Regions from separate parts of the Sus scrofa genome. Here region 1 is linked to region 2. The links are chromatin contacts, called in public HiChIP or PLAC-seq maps. All regions are on one chromosome and are shown on one strand. Each heading gives the region's core, a stretch centred on a gene start, on an enhancer-like site or on the middle of the called end of the contact. The rest is flanking DNA. Distances are from core to core; before and after follow the strand shown. Region 1 overlaps PPP1R12B (protein phosphatase 1 regulatory subunit 12B). Region 2 holds the start of PPP1R12B (protein phosphatase 1 regulatory subunit 12B).

The links. HiChIP or PLAC-seq counts read pairs in DNA pulled down with a chosen protein or histone mark.
Region 1: a contact with region 2 is called in an H3K27ac HiChIP or PLAC-seq map of skeletal muscle. The contact joins the enhancer-like site here to the promoter of PPP1R12B in region 2. A contact is called at or near these places in 2 of 5 promoter capture datasets (fetal skeletal muscle and skeletal muscle), 9 of 47 Hi-C or Micro-C datasets (brain, embryonic fibroblasts, fetal heart ventricle and 3 more) and 2 of 2 datasets of contacts at active chromatin or transcription factors (alveolar macrophages and skeletal muscle).

Annotation. Positions count from the first base shown.
Region 1 is chr10:24,499,551-24,505,970 of Sscrofa11.1, forward strand. PPP1R12B (protein phosphatase 1 regulatory subunit 12B) reads left to right here. Exons shown (of 25, transcript XM_021064548.1): 2 at 5,358-5,488. Among named protein-coding and RNA genes, the nearest start is that of PPP1R12B, 39 kb to the left of the region's middle. Within about 2 kb of position 1,276, at least 11 of the 83 cell types and tissues checked have an H3K27ac peak or open chromatin away from gene starts, as enhancers often do. A contact at or near this core is called in alveolar macrophages, fetal skeletal muscle and skeletal muscle, where this site is marked.
Region 2 is chr10:24,462,295-24,469,629 of Sscrofa11.1, forward strand. It overlaps PPP1R12B (protein phosphatase 1 regulatory subunit 12B), which reads left to right and starts at 1,709. Exons shown (of 25, transcript XM_021064548.1): 1 at 1,709-3,148. The coding sequence starts at 2,858.

The sequences.
Region 1 (6,420 bases), core at 26-2,525, 37 kb after region 2:
CAGGGCATTGGCTCTTTGGCTGAAGATTGAGTTAAAAACCTTCCAAAACCTTCTGTTAAATGTAGTTGTAGCCTAAGAAGTGGTACCGTTAATTTTCTGACCACTTTTCATCCAGCAAAGAGGAGGGGACTCCTGCTGTGAGTTTGTTAGTACCGAGGAGTAAGGATGGGCAGACCCGCTAGGTTCTGACTTCCTACTCTGTGCCAGTTGGATTTGTCTCCTGCACCTTCTGTGACAAAGCACCATAAACTTGGTGGCATAAAACAGCAGAAATCTCTTATCACACAGCTCTGGAGATGAGAAGTCTGAAGCCATGGTGCTGAGCGGGAAAGCTCTTCTTTGCCTCATCCAGCTCCTGGTGACTGCCGTCTTCCCTGTGGCCGCCTCAGTTGGGCCTCTGCCTCCTCTTCTCTCTTTTCAGTCTCCCCCTCCCTGCCTGCCTGTCTCTTTTAGGGACACTTGTCATTGATACAAGTTTGGGAGCATAGAGGACAAACAGTGAAAGGTCAGAATGGGGATGTGTGCCCGACATCACCATCTCCCAGCCCTGTGTCAGCTTGACTTGTTGAGATCAAGACGGGGGGCGGAGGGGGGGGGGCGGGAGATCCAGATGAGGAGGTGTCACCTGTGCTGGATCAGACTCGGCTCTGTGGGGGACACCGTCCTGGGCCAGGGCAGGTGGTCTCGGCAGTGTTCTGAGACACAGCAGCAAGGTAGTGCTGGGAGCAGCAGCACTTGGTGGCGGTGACAGTCACAGGCTATTTTGGGAACGGTTGAGGCTTTGTTTTGTAAGGCCTCCTCTGCATGCCCAGATTTAGCTCTGGCACTGATGAGCCGTCAGCTGCCTTTGCTTTGTATTAGGTGCAGTAGCGAGATCATAGTGCTCAATCCCATTTTATTGGCAAAATCAAGGACTTTCCCTTGGAGGTAGCTTGTCATTGCCGGGGAAATGTGACGTGCTGATTTTAGGAAGCTTTAGATTATTATCTGGCATTTTTTCTAATAGCTCTCTGGACTAAGAAATCAATAATTCTCGTTTCTTAAGGAGCTTAGAGCAAGTTGTTACTTGAGTAATATTCCATGTGTCTTTGGGGAAACAAAATAGAAAGAAATGGACATAAGCCGAGACAGAAGGAATAGGATTAAATGCAAAGAAGCATTTCCCCCCTGCTGTCCCGAGTGACATCAGAAACCTACTAGCCTTCTTTGCTTGCTGGAGAGAAGGAAACGGCATCTCTGGAAGGCCCAGTACTGCCTGTGCAGGGGCGCGGCCACACCACTCTGTGGGTGGCGAGGCTGCTCCTCTGCGCGATGCGGCCCGAGGGAGTCAGCGGCACAGCTGCTGCCCGGCGGGCGGAAGGGCATCTAAATTTAGTCATTACTGAGTTGAGAGGCTTTTCAGGGACTTGCGTCTCTCCTCCATGGCTTTAGTCCTGTTCCTTCTGGAGGAAAAAGCCAAAGAAGAGAGAACGGTCACTCCTGGATGGTGCATGAGTGTGCCCTGCTGCCTTGTCAGTGGGGCTGCCAGGGACGGCGTGCACACCCCTGTGATCACCCACCCTCCAACTCAGCAACCTGCAGAGTCCTGGATGTCAGAGAGGGAATCTTCCCCAGTCAGACTTCACAGACAAGCTCAGAGCCTTACTAGTTCAAGGACATTTTAACCAAGCTGCCTTCCTCCCAGAAGGTGCTGGAGCTGGGAGGCAGTGGTCAGTGAGGAGAGAGCAGAGTTTACGCTTTTTCCTGGGGAAGTTGTGGCCCTTTGTTAAACCACAGTCTTAACAGCAGCGGCAGGGTTTACCTCCTTGAATCCCCACAAAGTCCTGCTCAGATGAATGCCCGGGGCTCAGTCTGCCCTCGCTCAGGCCTGCACGCACTGGCAGGGCTGCTGCTGAGCTCGGGTCTGCCCACCTCCAGAGCTGGAGCTCCTCACCACTGCTGTCCTGTGCTTTGTGGAGGGCTTGGGGGCTCATCCCACACCTGTCCTGCCTTGTCTTCTCTGACGGCTTTGGAGATGGGTGCTCTGAAATCACAGTGCTGATTAGGCCAGCTTTTGTTGTTTTGTCTCACATCCTCACGTTGTCATTCTTATAAAATCTATATCAAGGGAGTTCCCGCCATGGTGCACTGGTGCACTGAGTTAGAAGGAGGAGTTGGGGTCACTGTGGAGGTGTGACTTTGATCCCCAGCCAGGCGCAGTGGGTTAAAGGATCTGGCCTTCCTGCAGCTGTGGCTTAGAGTTGCAACTGTGGCTCAGATTCAGTCCCTGGCCCCAGAACTTCCATATGCCACAGGCGTAGCCATAAAAATAAAAAAATATATACTATATCCAGGATTCGAGACTTATAGATAGAAATGATCATGAACCTGAAAAGGAAGAGAACTAAAGTTATGATGGGGTCAAGGAGATCAAGAAAAGGAAGGGAGAGAAATATGAGGGAAGGAAGGAGAAAAGATAGGGTTTCTTCTGTTTGGTACCTGGACTAGCTGGGCTCATTTGAGCCTCCGGACTTTGGCTGTTGTCATCTTCAAAGGGCAGAGAATGATCTTGCAAACATTGGCTTCCAAAATTCTGCCTGGCAGTGGTGTGCCATTGGCTAAGTGTTCAGGCTGTTCTTCTTTGAGAGCCAAAGACATTTTGCAGTCAAGCAAGAAGCACTTGGCCCAGCCACTTACCACAAGTTAAGACAGCACATTTGACCTTGACATAGGAATTCATCATCACTTTCTTCTCCTTGGACTGAAGTGCTTTTTTGAAGAAGTACCCCTTCCATCCTTTCCTTTAAACACTTAAAGTTTTTGTTTTTGTTCTTTTATTTTGAACTTGCATGTGCAGCATACGAAAGTTCCCAGGCCAGGGGTCAAATTGGAGCTGCAGCCACCAGCCTACACCACAGCTCACAGCAACACTGGATCCGAGCTATATCTGCGACCTATGTCACAGCTTGTGGCAACGCTGGATCCTTAACCCACTGAGCTGAGCAAGGCCAGGGATCAAACCCGAATCCTCATGAATACTAGTCGGATTCTTAACCTGCTGATCCAACAATGGATTTAAAGTCTTTTTTTTTTTTTTTTTTTTTTTTTTGTCTTTTTTGCCATTTCTTGGGATCCGAGCCACATCTGCGACCTACACCACAGCTCACGGCAACGCCGGATGGTTAACCCACTGAGCAAGGGCAGGGATCGAACCCGCAACCTCATGGTTCTTAGTTGGATTTGTTAACCACTGCACCACGACGGGAACTCCTGGATTTAAAGTCTTTATTAACAGTTTTTAGTTAGGTCCTCTTCAGGGGCTTGGCTAAATCTTGCCCTATAGGATTGCAGACTGACAGACATGCACTATATTAGGAATTTAGTGATAGTCATAATTATGAAATAGTTTATAATATTCTGAATAGGAATGAATATTTTACGTGATAAAGAAGTTTAAATGGGGAAAGCTTGGAAGTTCCCACTGTGGCGCAGCAGAAATGAATCCAACTAGTATCCATGAGGACACAGGTTTGATCCCTGTCCCTGTTCAGTGGGTCAGCGATCTGGTTTTGCCCCAAGCTGTGGTGTAGGTCGCAGAAGCAGCTCGGATCCTGTGTTGCTGTGGCTGTGGTGTAGGCCGGAAGCTGTAGCTTCAATTTAACCCCTAACCTGGGAACTTCTATTTACAGTGGATGCAGCCCTAAAAAGCACAAAAAAAAAAAAGGGGGGGGGAACACTTGTAAAAGTTGATAAACCTAAGAAAACATCATAGAGGAAATGTATGTGGGGCCGGCCGCCTGTTGCACTGAGTCATGCAGATCTTCCAGGTGCTAGTACATGTCAGGATACAATGTCGAAAAATCACATTTACTGATAATCCCATTGATCACATCAGAAAACTGAGTATTAGGAAGCCGTCAAGTTCATGGTAGCCATCAAGCTCATTTAGGAAACAAATTTTGTTTCCCAAAATTCTGATTATACTTGGATGGTCACATTTTATCATTGGCAACAAATACTAGTTTTCTTTCTCTGAGGTGACAGGCTTACCTTGTTCATGTTTGGGTCTTAACCAGTCATAATTTAGCTGCCAGTTCTTTTGAGTAAAAATAGCATTCCATGCAAAAAACTTCTCATTCATCTCGCCACTCAGATGCACTGGTGCTTTCTGCTTTGAGACACTGGCTGTGCTTTGGTATGCGAAGTGCTTTTGTGTGTGCCTGCTGTTTCATCATACAGGTTACTCAGAAGGGATTGAGGTTCAATACAACAAATAAGGTTTACAGCTTCATCAAGGTCACTCTGCAGTGCAACTGGCCTTTTTGGTTGTCGTATCACCTGCAAGTCCATGGCTGGCAGAGCTCAGTGGGTGCCGGCACCCCTGGGGACTCCCTGGAGCCTGGGAGTTAGCCCGCCCTGGCTTTGCATCGTCAGTGCAGACCTCAACGCGGTGAGAACTTACTGTTGTTACAAAAATCACTTGGACCCAGATAAGTTTCTCAGCTAAAGTTTTAACTTTTGGAAAGGAAGGGATTAAGAGACAAGTTTTAAAAAGAGGAATCGCCTTTGTTTCTGATTTCTGAGTTATGGGATTGTTTGGGAACCACCTGAGCCTTGACAACGGTGACCTTTATAGGGCGGGCATCCTTTTTACTCTGTGGATAAGTTAAGGATGGCCTTTTGGCCTTTGCAGCCCTTCACGTCTGTCTTCAGCTGTTTCTTGTCAGCTTACCATGGGCCTAAAGCCTTTACTTAGAAAGCCCCTCTCCTTTATCCGAATTGTTGCTATGAGCTGGGCAGCTAAGGGCCCTAACCATCCACTGCCTCAAACATGCTTGGCCGTGTTGTCTGAAGCTATTCAGGAGAGTCATGGAAAAAGAAGACACTTCTGTTTTGAAGGGTCACTGCTTCCTTTCGTGCCAAAGCAGGGATTGTGTGGCAACCCTAGAACCTTAAACTGCATCTTCCCACAGAGAAAGTTGCGTTAGATCCCATGTGACTATTTTCCCTTAAAATTCATAGGCAAATTTGTGGTTGCTAACATTCCTTCTTTTTTATAATAGAGTGATGAGACTGCTAACTCACTTCTAGTGCTTTAGAAACCAGAAGTTTCCTCCTGTAATTCTAGCAGTACTATAAATAAGATTAAATATCACGATACCCGTTTCACAGCTGAGATTTGAGGCATGCAGAGAATCCAGGGGCTTGTAGGAGGTCACCAAACTGAGAAGTTACACCCTGGACACTTCATCATGTGCAAGAGTTAGAAATTACCTATCTATCGCTAGGGCGGTGTGTGGTCTGTGCCTGACAGTGTCTGGCGCATAGTAGGACTCAGCAAATGCTTGTTGAGTAAATGGATGGACTTTTCTTTTCAGGCTTGTATTGATGAAAATCTGGACATGGTGAAGTTTCTGGTGGAGAACAGAGCCAACGTAAACCAGCAGGACAACGAGGGCTGGACACCCCTTCATGCAGCGGCTTCCTGTGGCTACCTCAACATAGCAGAGTGAGTCTGGGCGCCTGTGGCCTATTTGTTGCCTCATTTGCCTTGTGCGCTTGAGCATTTGAATTTCATAGATGGTTATAACCTCTCTTTACTGTAAATTCTAAAAGTGGAAAGGTGAATTGTTTTTAAGGGATAATTGATACTGCTAAATGTATAGTTTTTTTGGTTGAAATTTTCTGTTTGCTCCTATTTTCAGGTAATTCATTTTTGTTGGGGTGTGCAGAGGTGTCTTGTCTGTTGCTCTGTCTGGGTTCTCTTTGAGTGGCTGTAGCTGGACACGTGGGCAGGCCTGGAGAATTTTTCTGGGTCTCTTTGTAAACCTGTTTTATTGTTTTAGAAAAAAAGCAGTGCCTAGTGCAAACAGCGGTGGAGAATGCCTGGCAGACTGATCACAGAGCGTGTGTGGGTGACACCAGAAGAGTGAGCCAGGCTGGAAAGGGCGGGGGCACTGCTCCGCTGCTAGGCACCCTCCCTGCGCAGGGAACCCCAGCACATAGTGACGGGGGAGGAGGTACTGGGTAATGTCTGCTGAATGAGAGAGTGGTCTGGGAAGACACTTGGGCACTTGAAACGGCTCTAAAATGAGGCAGTTGAGTATATTCTAGATGAGGTCAATTTAGATTGCTAAGGTCAATTCTCTAAATAAAATCATGATATTCTGTGGGCCTTTGAAAAATCCGACTGCTCGTCATTAGGCTCCATCCCATTTCTCCTCTTAAGCAAACAGCAGGCAGACTTAACACTGGCAGCTCTGCAGCGGCCTGGGGACAGCCTCCCTTGGAATCCATTTTGCTGGGTATCCTGGCAAGGAGTCGAACAACTGCCGACTGCCGGGTCAGAGGCAGAGCAGCGTTAGTTAGGCAGCAGCACCACTGTCTGGGCAGCTCGTCTAAAGGGCCGGCGGCCAGACTGCCTGTGGCCGGCGGGAGTGA
Region 2 (7,335 bases), core at 459-2,958:
AAAAGACCAAAAAAAAAGTAACATTATTAATTCATGAAATTTTTACCCAAGCTAAAAAATGCTTATTAGAAAATCAGTAAGTAAAACATGTGGTCCAATTCTACATACTTTCTTTCTTTCTTTTTTTTTTTTTTTTGAGAAACTGTCATGTACCAGCATCATAATATTAAGATGGTGCATGTGGATTGCTGTCAGAGATGTGCTTCCTGAGGTTTCTGCAATTTGCATGATGCTGAAACCTTGCCCTTCTCTTGCTTTTTGATTTTCTAGACTGGCAGAGTTTAAGCTAATAATGGTTTCCTGAAGAGGGTTAGGTTCCTATCTAGTTTAATATCAATATTTCTTTTATCCTATAGGGACAGTTCTATTTGAGAGCTTGTGGGCAATTTTAATTATCAGCAAGAGGCTGAGTTGAAATAAGAGTTTCCACGTTGACAAGCTACAAAGTCAATCTCATACAGAATTTTATTTTTTTGTAATTTTATTATCAAGAACCAGTGTTTTGGGTTTGTTTTTTGTTTTTGTTTTGTTTTTTGCCTTTTTAGGGCCACACCCGCAGCATATGGAAGTTCCCAGGCTAGGGGTCAAAGCAGAGCTGTAGCTGCCAGCCTATGCCACAGCCACAGCATTGCAGGATCCGAGCCACGTCTGTGACCTACAACACAGCTCATGGTAATACTGGATCCTTAAACCACTGAGTGGATGGAACCTTTGTCCTCATGGATGTTAATCGGGTTTGATACCACTGAGCCATGATGGGAACACCTCTCATACAGATTTCCAGTAGATGATGAAGTATAACAAGTTCTGTGGTAACTAAATTAATGCAAGGAACACATGGCTATATAAAGTATACAGTATTACATCTTTTATTTTTATATACATTGTTATTCACAGTTCACCAAGATGCTAATAACTTAATTAGCATTTATGAAGAATTTAAGGATACCTAATTAAGCATATTTATTTATTTTTGTCTTTTTGCCATTTCTTGGGCTGCTCCCGTGGCATATGGAGTTTCCCAAGCTAGGGGTCTAATCGGAGCTGTAGCTGCTAGCCTATGCCAGAGCCATAGCAACTCAGGATCCCAGCCACATCTGCGACCTACACCACAGCTCACGGCAACGCCGGATCGTTAACCCACTGAGCAAGGGCAGGGATCGAACCTGCAACCTCATGGTTCCTAGTCAGATTCGTTAACCACTGAACCACGACGGAAACTCCAAATTAAGCATATTTAGATAGAGTATTACTAAGCATATTTTATATCTAAGTGTCCCTTTTCATTTGCTTCTCAGCTCATCTCAGGAAAAAGTGAAGCACAGACAAATGTTCACATGATAGAATATAATAAAGTTTCCCTTCACAATGACCTAATCTTTTTTTTTTTTTGTCTTTTTGCCTTTTCTAGGGCCACACAACAGCACATGGAGGTTCCCAGACTAGGAGGGGTCTAATCCGAACTGTAGCCGCGGGCCTGCACCAGAGCCACAGCAACGCAGGATCCTCAACCCACTGAGTGATGCCAGGGATTGAACCCACATCTTCATGGATACTGGTCGGGTTTGTTTCTGCTGAGTCAAAATGTGAACTCCTTGCAACATTTTTTTTAGTGAAAAACTGAAAGTTTAAAGAACCTAATAATTGTATATGATCTCTTTCATTATGGAAAAAAAATTATTTATGTTTTGTCCAGGGCTAAAGCCTGGAGGGATATAGTTACTAAGTCAACTTTCTGTAAAGCTTTATGGAAGTATAGTTGATTTACAATGTTGTAATAATGCTAAGTCTATTTAACAGGTTTTATAACCAAGCTCTCTTTGAACATGAAAATGGCCTACTTGCTGCTTTAGGAGTTTTGTATGCTCTATAGTATTTTTTTTTTTAATTGAACTATAGTTGACTTGCAGTATTGTGTTTGCTCTGTATACGTTTTTTGTAGCTTTGGGTAAAAAAATCATGGAACACATGACATCCATTCTGTCTCCCAATAATTTAAGACACATGACATCCATTCTGTCTCCCAATAATTTAAGATCCACGAAAACTGGAGAAGAGGAGGAGAGAGAAAGAAGGGAAATTAGTATTTATTATGAGCTGATAGAAGCCAGGGATAGCACTAGGTATCCTTGCATATATCGTCTTATTCGAGCCACAGGACCATCCTGTGAGGTGACATTACCCCCTTTTTACAATCAAGGAAACAGGCTCAGAGAACTTCTGTATGGAGAACTGAATTTGAATGCTCTTTCCGCTGTACCTGCGTGCATCCTTCCCAGGGGCTTTTCAGGGCTACGTGTTCATGCCCTCTAAGTTAATAAAACTCTGGATTCAGAACCAGGACACAGTTTTGAAAGTTTTGGGTACTTCCCGTCCAGTTTTCTGCAACAGAAAGTAGGGATAACAACTGACCCCTTTTCCACTCCAAAAGATTGACGTGTTAATTAGGGAGCCAAAATTAGCTGGTAGTCGCAAAGAGAATGAACCACGACTCTTAACACGCCCACAGAGGCTGACTCCGGCCAGGGACAGCTCCCGCTTGGGGCGGAGGTGACCTCGCAGGTCTGCGGCCAAGTAGGGAGCTCCCGGACCGCGCCTCTCTCGCGGTCCGTCCAGGGACTTGTAGTTCCCGTCAGGCGCGGGCGCGCCCGGGCGTGGGGGACGCGCGGCTCTCCTACTACAAGTCCCGTGATGCTCCGGGGCGCCGCTGCAACTGCGTGCTGAGGCCGCGGGGCGTGCGGGCGGCGCGGGCGGCGCGGCGGCGGAGCAGTAAAGATGGCTGCGCGTGGGTCTCCGCCCTCCTCTCCCGGCTGAAGCGCTCGGAGGCGGCGGCGGGGCGGCTCGGAGCAGCGGCGTTATGGCAGAGCTGGAGCACTTGGGCGGGAAGCGGGCCGAGTCGGCGCGGGCGCGGCGGGCCGAGCAGCTGCGGCGCTGGCGGGGTTCGCTGACGGAGCAGGAGCCCACCGACCGGCCGGGCGCGGGGCGGCAGCCGCAGAGTCGGCGCGCGGGCCCGCGGGTCCGCTTCGAGGACGGCGCCGTGTTCCTGGCTGCCTGCTCCAGCGGAGACACCGACGAGGTGAGGCGGCTCCTGGCCCGGGGCGCCGACGTGGACACGGCCAATGTCGACGGCCTGACAGCCCTGCACCAGGTGAGCGCAGCGCGGGTGCTGCGAGCCCGCTTCTCGCCGCCGCCGCTCGGCGGCCGGCTGTTCCCGACCTCGCAGGACCGGCGCCCGCCGCAGTCGGGTGTTTGTATTTCCCTCCCGCTCCGCGGGTCGTCATGGTTACCGGTGCTTTGGCCGGGGGTCTGCTGCGCTCTCGAGTCCTGCTTTCTGTGCGAGTCGTTCTGCCGTCTCTGAGAGCGCATCCCGTGCTGGGGAGGGCGGAGGGCCGAAGGGTCTGAAACCACACCTGGTTTTCTGGTTTTCTGGTTTGCAGTGATTTACAGGTTCTGCGTTCGTCGCGCTGTAGCTCCCCGAGCACCCCATCCTCAAGGAAGGAAGCCTTACTTTATTCCTCTACGGAGCGCTGACCTGCAGGGTCACTTACATTTGTTTGACGTTTTTGGAATAGCTTTTTTTTCCGCTAAAGCTTCTGTAGGAATCACACGCCCTATATAGAACTGGAGTATGTGATTGTGGATAACCTGACAGTTCCGTGCTTGGTAATTAACACCTTAACTTAGTTCATCTTATGCAACTGTATTCTGTACATGCTGCCTGTCGTCACTAACTCCGTCCTCTCTCTCAAATGGAACTTCATCAGTTATTTTGGTGAGCTGACAGCTGGACACCCACTCTTAATCTTTCTTATTTTCCTTCTTCTGCTGTCCGTGCAAAGTGGATGTGCTGACCTGAGAATCCACTTCTAAGTCATTATTCCGATTCGCGTCATTTCGCTTCAGTGAACATATTAGCCAGTAGCTTAAAATTAGTCCTCGCTGCGTTCGTGGTCCTTCTTTTTCAGATGAAAGGACCTTCTTTTCACCCCATTTGCGTCCATTTTTTCCTGCCTATAACAGTGCCCCACCTAAGGTGGCGGCCAACATTTATATAGTTCTTTGCTGTTTAAAAACTTTTTGATATGTCTTACTGCAGGTGAATCTCAGTAGTGATCCTTTGAGGTGGGTGTGGCAGCCAGTGTCATAATAACCATTTCACAGGTGAGGACTCTGAAGCTTAGAAAATCGTTGCTCGTGCAAGATTAAAAGGGAGAGAAGTTGCCTGTAGGCAAGGGTTTTTCAGATTTAAACTCCAGAGCTTTATGTCTCACCTAATAAGGAGCTGAATTGAAGTAAGATGGGCCCTCAGAGGGCCACGTGTATTCTTTCAAATTTCTGAATGAATTTTTATTTTTCGGATGTTTGGGGGATGATAAGGCGATTGAGGTCTGGATTCTGAAAGAAACCACTTTGAGGGGTCATAGAGAAATAGAAACCAGTTTTCTTGTCCACGTGTTCCTTATTCGAAGCACAGTTTTCTCAGTGTAACTCAGTGGCCCTGTTTTTTTGAGGTGACTGCTGAGTCTGCCCCTTACCACACACATTTTAACACCGCCCTGAGAAAAGCACCTACTTTGAGGTGACTGCAGGTAGGTCTTCCACACCAGGTAACCACGTTTCTGACTCCTTTTCCTGACACCGTGGTCCCCTTGGTGTCTTTCCTTTTCCTTTAATTACCCCCCTGGACAGTGAAGTGCAGTGTCTCTCACTAATATTCTAGTAGTCTCTTCACCTTCCGTAATCTCTTGAAATAGGAGAGGAAGGAGATGACAACTGTGGAATTTTTTTTTTTTTTTTTTGAAACACTTGCAAAGGCAATATGGCATTATTCGTCCCTATTTGCAGGGCTGGCAGTGCGTTGAGTTGAATAAGTATTCTCAGTACTAGCCAGATTCAGCTAAAATGAAGCTGCTTGAAGATTTGAGGTCAAACAAAACTTTATGTTGAGGGACCACTTCTTTGTTTGAGTCAAGATGAGTGGCCTTTATTGGCTCAGGGACGCCTGCAGGTCATTTCTGCAGAGTTAAAATATGTTTCTCCGTGGTCTGCAGGACACTTAAGGTATATAAAAAGTAATTTTCGAAATGTGGTTCTGGAGCCGCCAGTGGTCTAACAGCCGTAGAGGGTATGACTGCTTGTCCTTGTGTGGAGTGGCGAGTGGTCCAGGTACCTGAATTTAAGTGCCCGTCTGCTCTACAAGCCTGATGGGGATGATCCGGGTGATGGCTCCGTCTTGGCCAGCTGGGGACCATGACCCCGGCACACTGGATGAAGCCCCTTCTCCCACGGGGTCGCAGTAGATGTTTTGTACTTGAGGTTGTGGGGCCTCCATGCTGCTTGGACTTAGGGACCTTTCCTTCTTGGCAGCCTTTGCTTCTGCCACCAGGTGCTGGAGTCAGAGATAAGCTCCAGGGGCCTATTAATATTGCTGAGGGTAGACAGGGATAAGTATCTCAAAGGTTAGACCCACTCTGATGAAAGCCTTGGAAACTGATACAGACTAACCAAACTTTGCAAATAAGTTAAGATTTGCAGTGTATATGGACTCTTCAATGAAAAGGGTGTTAATCTGGAAACGTGTGTTTGTTCACAGACGAATTCCCATTTCATGTATGTGTGTACATTGTAAGGCATGAAGGGTAGGTTGATCATTCTGTGTGAGGTAATTTTGTTTGTTTAAGGGCCGCACGTTCCCAGGCCAGGGGTCACATCGAAGCTGCTGGCCTAAGCCACAGCTGCTGCAACTCCAGATCCTTTAACCCACTGAGGCCACAAATTGAACATGCATCCTCATGGATACTAGTTGGGTTCTTAACCTGCTGAACCGCAGTGGGACCTCTATGGGCTGGTGCTTTTAAAATTTTCTTTTTATTTATTCATTTTGTAAGGTGGATTAGTAGCACCCATCTTGTATCCTTAGCGTTATGATCTTGGGTCCAGACACAGGCTCTTAAAACTGCCAAATTGGGCTGCGATTAGAGGCAAGTGCTCGCTTTCAGAAGGGAGGTTTTCTGGGGTTTGTTAAGATGGATGCCTGTTGTTCCTTCAGATTGTGTTATATTGGCACTTGCTTGCACTGCATGTGGTGGAGGACACTGATATTCTTGACTGGTCTGATCAGTCTTCGCTTGTAGTCGTACCTTGGAGACAGTGATCCTGTGCTTGACTCACAAGTTCAGGTATCGTACTGGTCTCAGAGTTCATATTTGGACCCTCGCATCACCTCAGACTGGAATTCAGCTCCTAGTAGCCTCTGTCATTCTAAAGCTGCTTCAGTCTGACCCTCTATCCTCAGGAAGCTTTTTTTGTTTGTTTTTAGGGTCGCACCCTCAGCCTATGGAGGTTCCCAAGCTAGGGGTTGATTCGGAGCGACAGCTGCTGGCCTGCGCCACAGCAATGCAGGATCCAAGCCACGTCTACAACCTGCACCACAGCTCACGGGAACACTGGATCCTTAACCCACTGAGCGAGGCCTGGAATCGAACCCACAACCTCATAGATCCTAGTCGGGTTCATTAACCACTGAGCCACAACGGGAACTCCTCAGGAAAATTAAAGTTATCTGTTTCTTTGAAAGAGAGGTGGAGTAGGGATAGGTGAGGGGAGGAGGACAGGCAGAGCAGTTTCCGTTCAGAGTGAGAGGGAAGATGACTAAGATATAATGTGTTCAGTTCAGTTCAAAAAGGGATGTGTGCCAACTGGTATGGTAAAATAAAACTTGTACTCTTTTTGTTAAATTGGGGTATAATTGACCTATAACATATTACTTTCAGGTGCACAGTATGTACTTCAGTATTATGTATACTGTGAAATGATCACCACAGTAGATCTAGTCACTACACAAAGTTGTTATTTTTTCTGTGATGAGAACTTTTAAGCCACACTTCCTTGGCAACTTTCAATGTGCAGCACCATCTTATTGACTATGTTCTCCCTGCTCTACGTTGCCTCCCCATGACTGATTTAAACTAGAATAAAATGTATTCTTAACCCTTTCTCTTTAGTTCCAAGTTCTTTTCTCTCTTTTTTTTTTTTTTTTTTTTTTTTTTTGGCTCTGTCCATGGCATGTGGAAGTTCCCGGGCCAGGGATCAGACCCAAACCATGGCAGGGACAATGCCAGATCCTTCTCTGCTGTGCCACAAGGCAACTCCCCAAGTTCAGTATTTATTCCTCTTACAGTTAGTTCTGTGTGTGAGGTGACTTCTGCCTAACCCTGCATATTGGTGAATTCTGCTTAGTGTCAGGGCCCAAGGCAGTCTGGGATTAAGACAGTCCTGCTGGCCTCATTATCTCGGGTCTAAAACAGTTACCCTGAGTCATTTTAGTAGTTTACC